Linked DNA regions of Sus scrofa: region 2 is linked to region 1. The links are chromatin contacts, called in public Hi-C maps. All regions are on one chromosome and are shown on one strand. The core of a region is the stretch at or near the end of the contact, and the rest is flanking DNA. Distances in the headings are between cores, read along the strand shown.

Region 1 (5,824 bases), core at 2,117-4,616:
GGCGTCAGGGCATCGTAATGGGCAACGATCTCTCACACCGAAACTCTGAGTGTGATTCAAAATTGCCCTGGCTAATCAGTCTTCCATGTTCTATTTTTAACCCTGCTGTAAGTAACCCACATACATGTATTAACAGCCTTGCCTTGAGGTTTACAATGCAGTTTGGGTGAAGATGGGGTGTTCACTGCCTCTGGGGTCCAGGGTCAACACTCACAAGTACAGCGCCCCCTCCCGGGAAAGCTGACCAAAACTCGAGATCTCAAGTATGAAAGGGAAGTGAGGAGTAAATATGACAACTGTCACAGTCAACTGATCACACGAAACTGCTCTGTTATATCCGAATTCAGCAAGGTCGCCAGCCCTCAATCCTGTGAAACGACCAAGACCGTTCCTGGTTGGCACATGTATTTTTCTGACATATAATGGTGTAGAAATCAAGCTCCAAATCAATAGCAGGACAGATGGGTGAGAACGATTTTTGCTTTTCTGCCAACATATTCTCTTCGGCTTTCCTTCAGGACAAAAGTCACACAGGGAAGTTTAAGGCCACAGAAATGGGAATACGTGAGCCACTTTCCCCATAGTCCCTCTGCAAATCCTCGACAGATGTGTCGATAATTTTCCAAGAGCAAAATTTCCTAGTTCACTGATGCAGACTCCCACGGCATTGATGAAATAAAGGTAATATTGAAAATGACAGTGTCTGCGAAGCAATCTCACACTGCCTTTTTATTGCATCCAATTAGCAATGGAATCAAGAACCACTTTCTTTCTAATATAAAATCATCAGCCAAAGAGTTGCAATTAAAATGCACCACAGCCCATAACTCTCAATTCCTTCTCTTTTTACTTTCTGAAGGCCCCCTCCACCCCCCCATTCCCAGTCATTCTCAGCACTACAGAAGAAGGAGCAAACAGTTAAATTTCCAGAGATGTTTGGTCTACCCATCCTCGGAAGGGACTATACAACCAGCCCATGACACCTCATTTTGAAATCTCTCCTATTAAGAAAAGTGGTGGGTGCGGTCCAGAAGTGGTCTCTGGATCTGAATGATCTTCAGAGGAGTCTGTCCTTCAAAACCATCTTTTTTTTTTTTTTTTTTTTTGCTATTTCTTGGGCCGCTCCCGCGGCATATGGAGGTTCCCAGGCTAGGGGTCTAGTCGGAGCTGTAGCCACCGGCCTAGGCCAGAGCCACAGCAACGCGTGATCCGAGCCGCGTCTGCAACCTACACCACAGCTCACGGCAACGCCGGATCGTTAACCCACTGAGCAAGGGCAGGGACCGAACCCTCAACCTCATGGTTCCTCGTCGGATTCGTTAACCACTGCGCCACGATGGGAACTCCCTTCAAAACCATCTTAACTCAAATATCAAGGCCTTCGGTCATTAGCTGGGGACCCTCCCTACTGACCATTCCACCCCCTCCGACACTCTCCCTTCTCCCCCCTTTTATAAAAAACATCCTTCTTAATCTTATCCTGAGTATGTGTTTGGCCTCTTCCCCCCCCCCCCCCTCTAGATTTTGCCTGGGGTTTAGAAAATTCCCAGGCAGCATTTTTTTTACCTCCTTTGTGAAAGCATCACACCTCAAATCCACATCAGCCCAAATCGCTGCTATAATAAAAACGGCCTTCAGGTTATAACACTGACCAGAAAAGGACAAGGCACGTTTTAAATATAGAACAGAGACTGGCAACCATGGCAGGAAACTGACGGGTTTACTCTCTGCCCGGGGCTGACCTCTTGCGATCTCTGACCCCGGGCAGAGGAATAAGCAAAGGGAAAAAGCTGGGTTTCAGGGAGTATAGCCTTGGTTTCTGGAAGGTACCCAGGTCTAGAGGTAAGTCCTGAATTCGAACCAGCTGTGACGCTGCTCTGTTTGGGAACCTCATTCTGGAAAACCAGAAGCGAGCGGCGGCTTTCCACATCAGGACAAGGAGAAAGAGGGGGGCGGTGGAAATAGCCCGGAGAACAGAAGTGGGGAAAAGAGAGAGCTCAGGGGGAGGGGCTGAGAGCATGTCTTCGCTGCGCTGCTGCCTAGAAAGTTTTTCTGGCGACCTGTGCTGGGGCTGAACTCTAGGGTCCGCAGCCACGGATGGGGGCCGGGTGCGGAGCACTCTCAGAACCCAGTGCGGGAGCTGGAGGGCTGGGGAAGCGCCGCGGGGCCGGGGCCGGGGCGGCGGGCGGGGTCCTCACCTGTTCCAGCGGGCCACCTTCCTCCGGTAATACCGCAGCGCCTCCTGGCTGGCCAGGAGCGAGTCCTCGGGGCCGAGGAGCGGCGGCTCCTCGGGCACGTTGTACAGCGGGTGGGCGAAGAGGGCCCGCAGCTTGGAGCGGGGGACGCTGCGGCCGCCGCGGTCCTGCTCAGTCCGGGGCCGGGCCCGGGAAAAGTTGTGCGCCGCGGGGCGGGGGGCCGAGGGGGCCGCGGCGGGGGCCGGGGCCGGGGAGGCGGCGCGGCCGGCGCACGGGCAGCCGGGCGGGCGCTCCCTGGGCCGCAGCTGGCGCTGCACCTGGGGCCAGAGGTGGAAGTAGAGGTCGGCGGAGAGCAGCGCGCCCAGCAGCAGCAGGGTCAGCAGGCGGTCCCGGCGCAGTCCGGGCATGGCCCCGCCGGGGCGCGCGGGAGTCTCCGAGGACCCGGGAGGCGCTGGGGTCCCGCGGGCCGGCCGCGGTTTCCCCGGGCGGGGGAGCCTCCCGGAGAGGGGTGTCGCCCTTGAACTTGGGGACCCCGCGCAGAGCGCGCGGGCGTCCCTTTTCCGCGCGGAGTGGCCACCCGGGGACGGTGTCTCCCCGGCCGCTGTTTCTCGCACCTTCTCTCCCCAGCGGTGGATTGCCCCGGAGCCCGCGGCAGGTGGAGGATCGCGGGCGCGGATGCCGGCTGCACCCCGCGGGCGGCAGGGCGAGGGGACAGGCGGCCGGAGCGCCGGGAGCGGGCGGCGGCGCTCGCCTCCTGGAGGAGCAGAGCTGCTGCGGAGCCTGGGGCGTCTCTTTGGAGGATGCTGTGGCTCCGCGGCTGCGGCGACTGTTCCCGCGGCTCCTCCTGCGGGCGGCGGGGACGCCCGTGCCCCCGGCTCCTCGAGGCGAGCTGGCGTGCGCGCCCGACTCCTAGAGGCAGGGGTGACGCCGGGCCTCCCCCGCCCGGCCGGGCGCCCGCACCTCCGCCCACTCTCCGCTGGCACCTGCCTCTGGCGCGGCCGGCCTGCCAACTCCGATCCCTCTTCCGGCTCTGCCCTTCCACCTTGTCGCCCAACCCGCTGCTCGCGCCCTTCCCCCCTCGCCCCAGGCCTCCCGCTGGCCCCGCTCAGGGTTCAGGCCAGACACCTTGGGAGACTCCAAGGGTGTGTGTGAGTGTGATACCTCTGATTTCACGTTTGTTTTTTTTTTTCCCTGGGGTGGGGTGGAGGGGGAAAGACAACTCCCTGAAAGCCTTTCTCCTGCAGGATTTGCCAGATGTTTGTGTGTGTGTGTGTGTGTGTTTGCATCTTCCCACACAGCACCTCTTAAACCCCTAAGGACTGCATGTCCTGTGCTTGGCACCTAGTAGGCGCTCAGCAAACACCCACTTAGCCAATGAAAAAGTTTGACCTTTAAAAAGAAGGCACCCGTTTTACCTAGAATCTTGGTGACTTCCTGTTTGGATGGGGTTTGGTCCCCACTGTGCTGACCTTCTCCCAAAGAAGAACTTTTTCTCCCAGTGAAGGAGGGAGGGGCCTTCCAATGACCCCACGCTGAACTGTTGCATTTAGCTCGGTGTGAAAGTGGTCCACCCAAATGAATCACTGAAGGACATGTGCTCGGCTCTCTCCAGATTTCCCGTGAGGTAATTCCTACTCCCCCACCCTCTTCCTTTTGAGGGAGAGGCAGCCCTGAGCTCCTGGCCCCTCTGTTTAATGACCTGGTGGATGGAGAATTGCTAATCTGACGGAGCAGGCAGCTTGAGCCTCTAGGTGTTGAGGAAAAAGCATCTTTGCCATGAGCTGCCTGCCCAGGTAGCAAAGCTTCCTGTGTTCATGAAGCTTGCTCGCTAACTACCTTTCTTCTGCTGCTGGAATCTAGAACCCTCACACACACTCTGACTTGTGGCTTCCGACCAGAGTTCTTCCCACTGTGGTCCAGTGGGAGATTCTTGTGGCCTCTGCCATCCTGGTCGTCTGGAAATGAAGATAATAATAGAACCAACCATATAGGGCTATTGCGTGGCTTAAGTGACTTAAAGTATTTAACTTGCTTCGAACTGCCCCCAGCACATTGTAAGTAAGTGTGAGATAAGTGTTGGCTAGAAATAGGATTACTTCTTGGTTCCTGTTGTACACTGGGGTCGGTTAGAGACCGCGTGTGAGTGGGACAAGTGTAGAAAATTATGATAAAGGAAGATACCAAAAGGGGGACCATTGTCAGCAACACAACATAGTGACCTGAATGCCTGGTCCAGGCGGGGAGTCAAGATAATACTAATGCCAGCTGCTTCACTCTGCTGGGGAGGCTGGTGGGGTTTTTAGGGTTTCTTGAACCACCTTCTTTTTGTCTGAAATGAAATTCTAAGTGGTCTCCAGTTTCTAAGAAACACTGCAGCTTTGGACGTGTCTAAGTAGGTGTGGTGGCCCGTAGATGAAGAAGCCAGACGTCAGTGTTGTATCTGCAGCAACTGTGAGGCACGCCGGTGTACATTTCTGGGCTGGCAAAGGATGCCATCATGAGTCTTATGACTTCAACTCTGCCCCCCCGCCCCATGGGGGCCCTGCTCTCTCACCAGACTCTTGTCTGAACTCAATTCAGGAAACAATATTCCTAATTCAAGTAGAGCTTATCTCAACACGCTTTCCCTGCCCTCTAAAGGTCAAGGGCAAAACTGCATGTGGAAGTCAGATATTACATATGAATTAGGTTGGGATGGGAGGGCGGAAATGCTAGAGGCCAGTCAGATGTCACTGTCCTCAAGGTTTGTCTGCCTCTCTCCTCCCCCCTCCCAGAAGTGAGCCTTTCCCTTCTGCTCCTGCCCCGACTCCCTGTGCCTTGGCCCCTGGCATCCTCACCAGCCTCATCTACATCCCCTCAAGTCACCCATATTATCACTAACTGCTCTTTACCAGGACCCATCGTCCTGTTTCAAGCCTCCCCTTGCAAAGTCGTCTCTCTTTCCACTTCTACTGCTCTTGAACGTATCTAGGGGCGCATCATTTCTTGCTTGATTTCTTGCAATTAGGCTCCTAGACGTCCTCTCTGCTTCCAGTGTGGCCCCGTTTCAGTGCCCATCCTGTGTTCTGGTGTAATTAAAACTCTTGCCAGAGTGACCTTTCCAGCATACAGAAAGCTGTGTGTTGAAAATCACTCCATAGCTTCTCGTGTGGCCTCTGGATTCAGCCATTCACTGTGACGCAACTCTTTACTGTTTGGCTTCTGTCTTCTTTATATGACTCCCATTCTTCACTGCGTGATACTTCCTGAAGTCCCCCAGGTGCTTCCTGCTTTCACAGACATGCCTTTAATCAAAAGCTCCTTTTCATTTCCCCACCTGGAGAATGTCCATGGTCTGCCCAAACTCTGGCCACTTGTCTTATTTTCTCCAATGCTGGGCTTAATGCCTATGAAGACCGTACATGTGTGTTTGCACATATCCTGACAGCTGTTTGCATGCATTTCTATTCAAGCCTCCTTCACGATGTGTGTAGTTGCTTATGCGTGTTATGGGTTGAATCCCCCCCCCCCATTTATATGTTTAAATCCTAACTCTGAATACCTCAGAGTGACTTTATTTGGAAATAGGGGCATGGCAGATGTTATTAGTTAAGATGAGGTCATACCAGAGCAGCGTGGGCCCTTAATTC
Region 2 (5,824 bases), core at 2,400-4,899, 49 kb before region 1:
CCTACACCACAGCTCACGGCAACGCCGGATCGTGAACCCACTGAGCAAGGGCAGGGACCGAACCCACAACCTCATGGTTCCTAGTCGGATTCGTTAACCACTGCGCCACAACAGGAACTCCTTTTTTTTTTTTTTTTTTTTAAAGCAAACAAATACAACTTCATAAAAGGTTAAGAGAGGTAGTGTTGGGTTTTTGTGTTACAGGGGAAAAAATGCCTCGGAATAGTTTGGAATCATTAAGTGGGTGTGATTTTAGCCTTAGTTTTCTTGGAGGTACATTGGAGGTAGGAGATTGTGTCTGTATGCCCGGGAGGACCAGACACCTGTGTGTGGATTTTCACATGTGTAAGAGCTCCATGAGTGGTAGCGATGTTACCCTCATAGACACAGGTTCCGGGCAATGGACTGATGGGAGGGGGTCAGAAGTATTTTTATAATATGTCCCTTTGGGCTCTCTCTGGGCACGTTGCAGACGTCTTGGGTGACCTCTCTAGTTCTTGACCTGATAACCACATTAGTGACAGCTTCTTCCAACCCCACTTATACTAGTATTTGAGCCTCTGGCCTTTATTAAAAACATCGATCTGGTGAAATTAGCCATTTTTACTTGTTGATTAATGTGAATGCCTTCCTATTATGTGTGTTTTCAGACAAACATGGATTATGGAATGAGAAACAAAGCCTCCTGTTCACACATTAGCAGGTCAGCAGGGAGCAGGCCATTAAGACAGGAAATCCCTGAGAGACCCGCTTTCTAGGGAGTCTTGTGGAATAAACTTGATTTAGTCCTTTTTGAATCAGCAGCTGAGGTGAGGGGCAGCTAGCATGTCAGACTTCTCCAGATAGCCCCTGCTTCTCTTGGGGACAAGTGGGGGACAATTCCTGGGTCTTATGGGAAAGGGGATTGTGGTTGGTGGGCTGTGGTCAGCCCTGGCTTTTCTCCTGCCTTGGTCCAGGCTTAGTGCACCCGCTGGACCCATTCTTAGGCAGCCCCCCCTTCAAGACCACCCTTGTTTTTCCTGGATGCTAATTCTGACGTACTTGATGTTCTTTCAGTTGATGTTTACTCTTCAGACTGAAACATCCCTTTTTTGATTTTCTGAGCAAATCCCTATGTTATTTTTATCTCTCGTAATGTTTCTGAGAAATCACTTTAAGACTGGCTAGTCAGTCGGGATTATTGTATTCAGATTGGGGCACCATGATTGGAATATGAATAGAAAGTGTGAAGTCTACTTTGAACCAGTTTAGAAGTTACCAGTTAGGAGTGGGTGTGTGTGTGTGTGTGTGTGTTGATGCCAGATGTTTTATCTGGATGGGAATTTGTTCTTGTAAATGGAATAAAGATCTGGAGGTGTCCATCTGATGTCCTTTAGTTTTATTTGTTACAGTTAATGTTCTCTCCTGGGAACTAGGCTGCCTGGCTGGACCCGTATCCAGATTTCCCAGTGGGCTCTGCCGGTGGTCCGTGGCCTCGATGAGGCAGAGCTTCCTGGGAAAGAGGAAGCCAAGGCAGTGCACCGAGGAGGAAAGTCCAGTGGATCCCACTTTTGTTCTTTTAGAATCATCCCAGTGCCCTGTCTGCTTCATGAGCTCCTGCCCTAGGACCCCCAGCCTGCATGGGGGCCATGAGGAAGCAGTGGCCCACCCTCAAGAGTCCCCCGCGGGCTCCAGGTGTAGTGTCTGAAGTCCGACTCGTCCAGCCCCTAGCTTGCCAAGTTGGCCCGGCCAGAGTCCGGGGCTGGCTGTTCCTCGGGGCCGCCGGCTACGACGCTCTGCTCTCCGTGGGCCTCTACGCACCGCTCCACTGTCCTGAGGATGGTCTGGAGCCTGCGATCCAGGGCCAGGAGGTGGGGCTCTGTGAGCACGGGGGTGAGCTGGTCCTCCAGCAGCGACTCCCGCATCACGTCGCTGAGTCTGTAGTCGGCCTGGGCCAGCAGCTGCAGGTGCAGAAGTGTCTTCCTTTTTATGCTGGAAGGACAAAGTCACAGGAACCATATAAGTAAATGTAAAGAAAAAAGCTCTGTGAACTTACTTCTTTCCCCGCAAGCGGCTGTGAGCGCTGACGTTCTGAGAGCCTTCTCCCCCAGTGTCTTCTCAGGCACATTTTATGAAAACCAGGTGAAAAGGGAATGATTGAAAGGTGACATCCAGTATTTTGCAGTCCTTTGCCAGTGGCCTTTTAGTCCAGTGGCCTTTTGGTCCTGCTGAGCCGTTTGTACTCTTCTTAACAACTGTAATGCTGCACCCTAGTGAGGCTGGACCCAGGCACCTGATATTCCTAAGGGAATCAAAACAGAAGCGCTGTCTATTGCCTTTTCAAGGCGATTTAAAGCTAACGAGAGAAATTTCCAGTAGGTGAAATGATGAAAACGTTTGTCACCTCAAAAGCTGTAGATACTGTTGGACTCCAAGTTATTTTTCTGGTCAACTTTATAATATTTTTCTGTGTCAGATTCTAAAATCAGGGATGGAAGTGGGGTAGGCCCAATCTCGACTTTAGGATTGTAACTTCTTTTTATGTAGGACTCTGACTTGGACTCTGACGTGTAAGCAGCTTGACTGTCCAACTTTTGTCATAACTCCTAGCCAGACCTCCTCAGAGAGAGGCGAAGAGAGGGAGGGACATTTAAGGTAACCCAGGAAGTGAAGAAAGTCACTTCAGGCCCCGCTCTTGAGTTTTCCAGCTGGAAATGGAGACGGTTTTGCTCCGTGTGAACCCCATATTCCTGACGAGCCATAGATGCTGCAGCTAAGCAGGTAGACAGTTTCTACCAGCCTGGCTGAAACACCAGAGAGGCATGGAAGCGGGTTAGAGGATCTCTGGAGAAGCACTGGCCAGATGGAGGGCCGAGCACATCCTTTTAATCTGGTGTGACTTGATGGGACTTCAGTCAGGACTTTGCCGAGACAGCGATCAAGTGGGAATATATATGAACTTAGGCTCGTGCCAGGCAAAGCAGAGGGCCGATGAGTCACAGCAGAGACTGAGGCTCTGCACGAGTGCGTGGTTATCAGAGTGGGTTAAAGATTAAAGCTGGCGATGGAAAGGTCTGAAAGATGACATGCGAAGTCACTCGTGCTGAGAGATGAAAGGGTGTGAGGTGTGCTGGGGAAAATCCGGTAGTTGTAGGATAAGAAACGAGGTTAATTCCTGTCATCCTACCCACCCATGCCCTGGACCAATGAAAACTGCCTAAGACCTTGGGAGCTTGGTTGCCAGCAGGACAAAGTGTCACAACTGTGACCTGTCCCTGAACTGAAAGCTCACCGGCAGCACTGGGAGAGCGGTGAGAGGATGGAGATTTCGTCCTGGGAGTGTCGCCCGAACCTGGAAGGAGAAACAGGCTTTCATGGGGGGGGGGGGGAGGCGAGCACTTTCCTCCCCCCTTCACATCTCCTCCTCCTCCTCCACCGCTGCCTTTTCTTGAATCACAGCTGGGGATAAAGATGCCAGGGATCATGCAGCCGCCTTGCCAGCCCTTCTCAATCACGTCCCAAAAGCCTCTGTCCAAAGATGTTAAAACCAAGGCATCATTCATGCGTTGATTCCCACACCGCGGGGGGCCAAGGCCGGACCTTGAGGGTGAGTCATGTGCTTGCCTCCCGGAGTGAACCACAGAGTGAAAATTACAGAAAACATCCGTCTCTTTCACATGCGCACTTAGGCTGGAGGAGAACCACGTGGTACTCAGCAAAGATCAAGAGCAGAGAGGGCGGAACAAGGAGGGCCAGGAGGCAGGGGACACTACAGCGGAGACTCCTCATTCTTGGGGCCCCGGCACCCCCTGAGCCACTGCATATGGGGTACGGCCGGGAGAGGAGGTGCGCTTACCCTCTGGCGTTGTCGAGGTGAATAAGGAACCCATCATCCCCAAATTTGGTGAACATCTCGTAGTGGTGCCGGTCCATGTTGCCTGTGGAGGAGGGAGACGGTGGAGCCAGGGCCAGGACCTCTGAGTTCTCCCGAGGCGTGGGCCTGCCAGCCGTTCAGAGCCTGGAGCCTGAACCCAGGCCTCGAGCTGTCATTTCCCCAGGGTTCCTGGTGAAAGTGCAGAGCGGGAAGGACGCCAAACCAACCAACCCTGATGTGGGCTGTTTGCCAACCTGAGGCGTTTCCCAGCCACCGCGGCCCCTGGCTGATCTCTTAATGCTCCTTGGGGATGCTTTGCCTTCCTCGCCCCAGCGCCTCAGCTGCCGCTGTTAGAAACGCAGAGGAGTGAGCCTCCCGGAGGGCGCAAGCTGGGGTGGCTGCTGTCCCACTTTAGGTGGAGGCGTGGGGGCAGCTGCCTTCACACCTGTCTTTGTCCCGAGCTTCCCCCGGTCCCCGAGAGGCTTGGCAGTCCCTTTGCTAGGCCCTCCTACCGCTACACTCTCACTGTGCACCTGACCCCCCACCCCGGGTCCGCTCACTCGGAGGGTAAAGGGAACAGATAGCTTCCAGTCCGAGGCCTGTGTGCCTGCCCTTGGAGCCATGTCCCCTCCAGAGAGGGAGCCTGTTCTGTCCCCTGGGGCCTCTGCCACGTCTGAGCCTGTGGACGGCGTGAGGCTCTTCTGCCGCGTGGGCCAGGCTGTAGCTGGCGGCCGGGGGTCCCAGAGCCCCAGCCCGACCGCAGAGCCCGCTTCTGCGGGGCTCCCCGCGCGGACACGCACCTGTCAGGAAGTCGAAGATGGCCATGTCGATGATGTTGAGGAGCCGGTTGCTGCTGTTGTGCGGGTAGACCTGCTTCACTGTGTCGCAGTAAAGCGGATTGACCTCCCACCTGAGGGGCAGAAGGAGGCCCGGAGCTGGAAAAGCCATGACAATGGCAGGGGGTCGGGGGACCCTCACCCCTGCCTCCCTGGTCCTGCCCGGGGCTGGTGGCAGCTCCTTAGCCTGCACGCGGTGGCCGGCTACATCCAGGAGGACCCTGGGCAAAGATACACGGGAGCTACAGGCTCCACGTGCTAAGAAGGTTCTGGGCCCCATCCTATGTCTGCTCTTCTGGGCGCCGGATGGACGGGCAGAGGGGGGAGGCTGCCTCCTCCCCGTCCCTTGCCCGCCTCCCCTGCAGCCCCTACCCGCAGCCTCCTGAGCTGTTCCCGGCAAGCCATTCTCTGCCATTGCTCGGTCGCATGAGTCCCTCTGCACGGAGAGCCCCCAGGTCCCTTTCATCTAGTGGGCTCTTCCTCAGCCTTCATGAGTCCCTTAGGATCTGCCAGGTCCCCCCTGAAGTTCCCGCCTGGATACTTCCCTTCCCTCCACGACTAGGGTGTCTGGGTGGATGAACCCCAGCACTCAGTGGACTAGGATCAGCGGAGGACTCCTCTGGGCCAGGGAGTGCGCTAGGCCCCAGGGAACCACCACGAGGTCCTCCTGGCTTCCCAGGGCAGGGACCCCGGGTCCCTCCTGCGGGCTCCCTGTGTGCGACTCTGCAGGACAGCAGGTGTCCGCCACGTTTTCATGATCTGGCTACTGTCTGACCAAACCTCCCCTGGACCGTGGAGCTTCTTGCAAGAAGAGCCTGTGTCTTTGGTTTCTGTGTCCTCTCCCAGCACCTAGAGCTGGTACTCAGGGGGCTCTTTATGACTGAAATACATGAACTAAAGGGACGGAACAGACACCCGGGATCCACATGAGATGAGGCAAAGGAGGGCTGAGGCAGCTTCAGGGACCCCAAAGCCGGCCTAGCGGCAAGTCCTGGGCACAGGGCCCATGGCCACTCTCAGGGGCCATGGGCTGGCCTTGTGGCCAGGGGGCCAACTCACTCCTCTTTTCCTGCCAGCGAGTAGGAGCGGATCCAGGGGTTGGGCACAGACAGCCGGGGGGCCAGGTTGAGAGACG

Evidence for each region. Hi-C and Micro-C count contacts between places; a contact is called where the count stands out from the background.
Region 2: a contact with region 1 is called in a Hi-C map of liver, with 12 times the contacts expected there. The contact joins the enhancer-like site here to the promoter of FAM20A in region 1. A contact is called at or near these places in 1 of 5 promoter capture datasets (liver), 15 of 47 Hi-C or Micro-C datasets (alveolar macrophages, embryonic fibroblasts, epiblast stem cells and 8 more) and 1 of 2 datasets of contacts at active chromatin or transcription factors (skeletal muscle).

Annotation. Positions count from the first base shown.
Region 1 is chr12:11,604,011-11,609,834 of Sscrofa11.1, reverse strand. FAM20A (pseudokinase FAM20A) reads right to left here and starts at 3,366. Exons shown (of 11, transcript XM_021066715.1): 1 at 2,199-3,366. The coding sequence starts at 2,602. It overlaps LOC110255981 (a long non-coding RNA gene), which reads left to right and starts at 1,740. Exons shown (of 4, transcript XR_002337052.1): 1 at 1,740-1,842.
Region 2 is chr12:11,653,281-11,659,104 of Sscrofa11.1, reverse strand. FAM20A (pseudokinase FAM20A) reads right to left here. Exons shown (of 11, transcript XM_021066715.1): 7 at 5,749-5,824; 8 at 4,654-4,763; 9 at 3,836-3,917; 10 at 3,272-3,331; 11 at 1-1,971. The coding sequence ends at 1,707. Among named protein-coding and RNA genes, the nearest start is that of PRKAR1A, 25 kb to the left of the region's middle. Within about 2 kb of position 3,649, at least 25 of the 83 cell types and tissues checked have an H3K27ac peak or open chromatin away from gene starts, as enhancers often do. A contact at or near this core is called in embryonic fibroblasts, epiblast stem cells, liver and 3 more, where this site is marked.